Linked DNA regions of Ovis aries: region 1 is linked to region 2. Evidence: chromatin contacts called from public Hi-C data. All regions are on one chromosome and are shown on one strand. Each heading gives the region's core, a stretch centred on a gene start, on an enhancer-like site or on the middle of the called end of the contact. The rest is flanking DNA. Distances are from core to core; before and after follow the strand shown.

Region 1 (2,948 bases), core at 383-2,882, 42 kb after region 2:
AGGACACGGCGAGCAGGTGGAGGAGGTCTGGAGACTAGGACTGGAGGCCGGGGGAAGGGTGTCCAGTGAGCAAGGAGAGAAGCCATGACCTCTGACCCAGGCAGGGCAGAGACACGGAGCACAAGGGGTTGACACAGGGACACTCAGGAGGCAGGGGATAAGGCTGAGCAGGAGGAGGGTGGGCAGCAGCCCCGAGGGTCTGGCTCAGGCCCGGGGTAGGGGGAGCAGCCTGAGGGACACGACTTCCACATCCTTGTGCCAAGGATCTCGGGAGTCCCGCGGGAGTCCCTCCAGCACAAGCCCCGGCAGCGGGACTGGGAGTCAGGCAAGCCTCCTCCAGGAGATGATGACTCTGGTGCATCTCCACCCACTTACCCATCTCACAGCTCTCCTCCGGAGGTTCTCAGAACCCAGCTCAGGTCCCGCGCTGGGAACTTGGATTCCGGTTGCTTGGGCTTCCCGAGAGCACCCAGCTCGGTCACTGCACAGACACTGAGTCGCCAAGCAGGACTAAGTGCAGGGCTCTCTCTGGGGCCTGAGACCTTTCTCTGGAATCCACCTTTTTCAAACTGGCCGTCTGTCTGGAACCTGTCTCCTGGTACTGTTCTTGTTTCCTGACATTTCTCAAAGAGCAGCCTTGAAGCCCCCCCATTCCCACCCAAGTCAATTCCCCTTTTGGTTGGTGGATTTTCTGGGTCCGACTCTTCTCCCTAGAAGGGTGTTCCTCCCTCTTCTGAGCATCAGTGAGGGTGTGCTGCTGGGAGGGGGCTGGTATAGGGGGCTGAGGGGGACGTGATCTGACTCAGGTCCTTCCCCACAGGCAGCTGCACTTTTAGTCTGAAGGGCTGTGAAGAAAACCACATTTGTAAGAAAAACATTTTTGGCTTAGTACACTATATCATATTGCATTATTATCTATCTGCACACACACACACACACACATTTCTGCTTAACTGATGCTCTGGATTAAGTGCGACTACTCATCATTATTAGGTCATTCATCGTGACTGGGTTGACCAAAGCGATCAAGGTGAGCTTAACGAGGTCGAGAGAGCAGCAGCCAAGAGCCCAGCCTGGCTCCTGAGATCCAGAGAGAACAGGCGTCTTTGGGGTGCTGGTCACCTGGGGAGGGGCCTGCTGGGCTCCCCAAGGCCTACAGGAGGGTCTGATTTCTCAGCCAACACACACACACACTCTGCTGGCCCCAGGCCATCTGTCTGCCCACATGACATAAATGCAAAGACGTCTTTTCTCAGACGGGCACGCGGGTCCCCTCGGGGCTGCAGCCCCTGCTGCGCTCCTGGCTGGCTGGAGCGGGTCCCTTAGTCTCCCTTGTCACAACTCACCGGCCTGCAGAACCTCTCCCTCTAGGCTGAGAACTAACCACACTTGACATCTTTTCCTCTTAAAGAAAGGCAGGGGCCCAGGAACTAAGGCAATGCCCAGCACAGACCAGTCTCTGAACAGCTGGGCTGGGTGAAGCAGCTCGGGCGAGAGAGAGGCAGAGAGCCGTCCCAAAGGTCACCACCCCGCCCAGGCTGGGGCACCTGCAGCAGCCCAGGCAGGTGGGCCGCGGTTTCTGTGGGCCGCAGGGCTCGCTGGGAAGCATAGAGCGGGTTATGTCGCCACCTATCGCCCAGTTTGCTCAGCAAAAGTCAGCCAGGGCTCCGGGCCTTGTCTCTAACGGAAAAACCCTCAGACCCTGTTCAGAAGACAGCAACCAGCCTGCGGGCGTGGGGAGCGGGGAGGTCTCTGAGCATGTGGCAGGACAGGCTGCCCTCTCAGTTAGGAGCACTCCAGCTCGGCCCTCACCGCGTGACCCAGGCCCAGACCTTCCTCCCTGGGCTCGGGCCATGGCTCTGAATGAGACGGTGAGGGTCGGGTGGGGAGAGCAAGGCTCACAGAGGAGGACTGAGCACCAGGGCTGGGTGGGGACAGCCAAGCCCTTTGGGAGCCAGAGGCCTGTCCAAACCAGCCCCGCTGTCCCATGATGGGGAGAAGTGGCCCTGACTCAGAAGAGCCCTGGGGCAGTGTCAAAGTCCCTCGAGGCCAGTTTGTTCCTTCCTGGTCAGGGCAGGGCCATTGCTCACCTCCCAGACTCATACCAAGAATGAGCAGCAGCAATGAGGTGAGGGCCCCGGGCGGACCCTCAGGTGGCAGCTATCACCACCCAGCACCACACTGTCCAAGACACCGCGGGGAGGCTGGCTTTGTAACACCTCAACACACACATTTTTGCAAGACTCACCGTCCACAACAGTGCAGGAGGACTGGCTGGCTCCCAGGTTTCCAATTAACTCTCTTGAAACAGCTCCCCATAGAAGGGAGCAGATTTCAAGGGAACCCCAATGCAAAAGCACACGCATTTACCCTCAGGTCACAAAGAACTGCTGTGGCTCCAGAGAACAAACCCAACCCGCACTCTCACTGGCCCAACTGGTCTCAGTGAATAGCTGTCCCTCTACTCAACACAAGTTACACTGGATCTTGCAAAGACAAGGAAGTGTTTTATTTACTTACAACAAAAAAACATCTGTAACATAATTCTCCCTTTTCAAAGCTAAGAGCCCTACAAAATACACAAAGCAATCCCTATTTGTATTCACCCAGGGACGAGAGCAGCAGGAAGGGGGCTGGGACTGGGGAAGAGCCAAGGACTAATTCTATTTGGAAAAACAAGCAATTGCCTTAAAAATAGCTTTGTCCTACTTGTCAGCAGCTGCCCTTTCACCTCCTCTGCGTGAAGACGTGAAACAGAAAGCAGCAGCTGTGAAAACACTCCAGCAGCATCAGTCAAGACAGGGCCGTGGCCTTGGACTGCAGAAACTCAGCCCCTCTTCCAAGCAGGTCGTGCACACAGTCTGCCCCGAGGAGATCCTTCCGGAAAGCGCTCTGCCCACCTCGCATAATGATGGAGAACTCCAGGCAGCTTCTCTTGCTTGTTATTA
Region 2 (3,062 bases), core at 509-3,008:
AGTCCCTCCGGCCGCCAGGCGTGGTGGCCGCCGAGCAGGCCTGTTCCGTGGCCCGCAGGCGCCAGAAGTCCATGTTGAGGCGCTCGTAGACGTAGCACACAATGACACAGGTGGCCGGCACGGTGTAAAGGATGGAAAAGACCCCAATCTTGACCATGAGCTTCTCCAGCTTCTCCGTGTTGGTGCCCCCAGTCTTCATGATCTTGCGGATGTGGAAGAGGGCCACAAAGCCAGTCAGGAGGAAGCTCGTGCCCAGCACCAGGTAGCAGGAGAGGGGCACCAGCACGAAACCCGTGAGCGCCGCCGCGTCCATACTGGCCACGTAACAGAGCCCGGTCAGCTCATCCCCCGCCACCTTGCGCAGGGTCAGGATAACAATGGTCTTGAGGGCTGGCAGGCCCCAGGCCGCCATGTGGAAGTAGCTGCCATGGGCCTCGATGGCCTCGTGGCCCCATTTCTTGCCTGCGGCCAGAAACCAGGTGAGGGTCAGCACCACCCACCAGAGCGAGCTGGCCATGCCGAAGTAGTAGAGCAGCAGGAAGACGAGGGTGCAGCCCGTGTTCTCCAGGCCCTCCTGGATCACGTAGAGCGCACCCGCCTCCTGGTCGCAGGCCACGCTCTGGGCCCCGGCCACGGCCCGGATGAGGAAGGCCAGCGAGTAGACGTTGTAGCACATGGACAGGAAGATGATGGGGCGCTCCGGGTACTGGAAGCGGTGAGGCTCCAGCAGGAAGGTGAGCACGGTGAAGGCGGTGGAGAAGAAGCACAGCGCTGACCACACGGCCATCCAGACGAGCGCGAAGTCCTTGTCGCGCCGCGACCAGAACACCTCAACGCCTGGCCCGCAGCGCGGCGCGCACGAGCGGCTCTTCTCTACGTACTGGAACTTCTCCGGGTTCTCGCAGGTGCCGCCGGCGCCCGGGAGGGCGTCCTCGGGGGGCCGCGCGGGCCGCGGCGCCACGGGCAGCATGCCCAGGCCCTTGTGGGGCTCGGTAGGGCCAGCCGTGGCGTTCTCGGGCGCCTCCATGCAGAGCGCGTGCGGGTCGTTGCGCGTGGGCAGCCGGGCGCAGTCCAGCGAGTCCGGCCAGCCGAAGTTGAACTGCTCCATGATGGGCGCGCAGCGCAGGCGCGCCTGCTCGCACATGGGCCGGCAGGCGGGGATGGGCGTCGAGACCTGGTCGGTGCACATGGGCGCGTAGAGCGAGCACAGGAAGAAGCGCAGGTGGCTGTGACAGCCGTACTGCACGAGCGGCGCGAACTCGGCCAGCTCGGCGGCCGCCTCGCCCTGCGACGTGTGGCCCAGCAGGTTGGGCATGCGGGTCAGGTTGTAGCCGATGCCGCGGCACATGGGGATCTCCACCACCTGGCACGGCGCCGGCCCGCGCCCGCGCTCCGGGTCGAAGCGGCCGATCTCCAGCGCCGCGCCGCCCGCAGCCAGCAGCTGCCACAGCAGCAGCGCCCAGCAGAGCGGCGGCACGGCCATCCCGGGCGGTCCCGGCCGAGGGCGGGGAGGGCGGCCCCACCTCACTCGGGCCGCGCCGTCCGGCGCCCCCGTGCCCGCCCGCCACGTCGCGGGGTGCGGGCCATAGCGGAGCCGACCGCGTGTGTCCCTGCGCGGCCGGGCGCCCTGGGCAGCGCGCGGGGAAGCCGCCGGAGGGAAAGGAGGCGCCGAGCCACTGCCGCCGCCGCCGCCGCCTCTACTCGAACGGCCGCGGAGCCGGAGCAGGCGCCGCCTCCCGGGGCCGCGGGTACAAGCCTCGGGGCGGGGCCCCTGGCGGACACGCCCAAGGGCGGGGCCTCCGCGCGCCCGACACGCCCCCCGGCCGGGCTTTAAAGGCGCCGCGCCTCACAGCTGCGCTGCACGGCAGGACCAAGCCCGGCGCGGTCTGGCAGGGAGGGGTGTACGAGTAGTGACCTTGTCTGCCCGCTCACAGTCGGTTCTCCCCTTTCTGAGGGGTTGCTGCCCAACTTCTCTCCGGGACAGGACAGTCAGCCGGAGGATTTCCCTGTCCACCCCGTTCCGCGTCACCTACATTTTTCCCCAGGCGGGACCATTTCTAAGGCTTCTACGCCTGGGACGCCTCGACCTTGGACTCTGGGACAATTCGAGCGCAGCCTCTCCGCCTCTTCGCTAGTTGCATGTGGCTCTGGGCTCTTCGCTGTGAGCCTGTTTTCGTTTCTGTAGAACAGGCAGATAATCCCGTCAAAATGAATCCACCTGTGGCTTGCGCAGGCTGCTTACCCGTCCCACTGAGCACTTGAACTCATGGTCTGTCTCTTCACAATCCACTTGCCCCCTTGACACCTCGGGACCGCCTGAAAACCCAGTCTCCTCTGCCCCCTCCCCTCCTCTGCACTCCCTTGGTACAGGGTCTCCCCTAAAAACTCCTCTCTGCCCAGGAAGCCTGTGCCTTTCCACCGTCCCCCTCCCCCGAGCCCCCTGCTCCCTCCTGCGCCTGCAGAGTAGGGAGCCAGGTACAGTGACACCCATGGAACGTTTCAGTTCAGCTCACACCCCCCTCACCTAAACCTGACAGCTGTCAGGATGCCTCCAGACTATTGCTCAGCCTGCTTCTATGGCGGCACCTGAACAGGGGGAGGAGAGAGGCCTATTCTTCCCTTTGCACAGATGGAACCATCAAGGCAGTCCTAGGCTCAGCCTGCTGGTAACAGGTGACAGCGAGTGAGTGGGGTCTGAGACTGTGACCCCTGAGCTGCCCACATAACACCCTTCATCCCCACTCAGGTCGGGAAGGTGTTTCTGAGAGGTTGGGATTGCTGGGGGCTTCCTGGGGCCCCAAAGGCCCTCTGCCCTCCCACCTCTGCCCAGCCAGGGTTCCACCACGGTTCCCAGGTAGCTTTGTGGGTGAAACCCAAGTGCCATCCAGGAGGCCACCCAAGGGGCCCTGTTGTGGTCTGGAGTTCCCTTAGAAACTGCCTCCCTCCTCCCCAGCCCACCCCGTCTGCCCTCACCCGCTTGGCCTAGATGTACCTGGAAGACTCAGATTCCACGTGAGCTCTTGGCATTGGTCCAGCCCTAGCAGCTGCACAGGGATGCTCAG

Evidence for each region. A called contact is a pair of places that touch in the nucleus more often than the background predicts.
Region 1: a contact with region 2 is called in a Hi-C map of hypothalamus, with 3 times the contacts expected there. The contact joins the enhancer-like site here to the promoter of FZD9 in region 2. A contact is called at or near these places in 7 of 16 Hi-C or Micro-C datasets (hypothalamus, liver, mixed tissues and 3 more).

The regions. Positions count from the first base shown.
Region 1 is chr24:34,236,424-34,239,371 of ARS-UI_Ramb_v3.0, forward strand. It overlaps FKBP6 (FKBP prolyl isomerase family member 6 (inactive)), which reads right to left. Exons shown (of 9, transcript XM_042240153.2): 9 at 2,488-2,948. Among named protein-coding and RNA genes, the nearest start is that of FKBP6, 23 kb to the right of the region's middle. Within about 2 kb of position 1,633, at least 22 of the 54 cell types and tissues checked have an H3K27ac peak or open chromatin away from gene starts, as enhancers often do. A contact at or near this core is called in hypothalamus and liver, where this site is marked.
Region 2 is chr24:34,194,464-34,197,525 of ARS-UI_Ramb_v3.0, forward strand. It overlaps FZD9 (frizzled class receptor 9), which reads right to left and starts at 1,759. Exons shown (of 1, transcript XM_015104208.4): 1 at 1-1,759. The coding sequence starts at 1,483.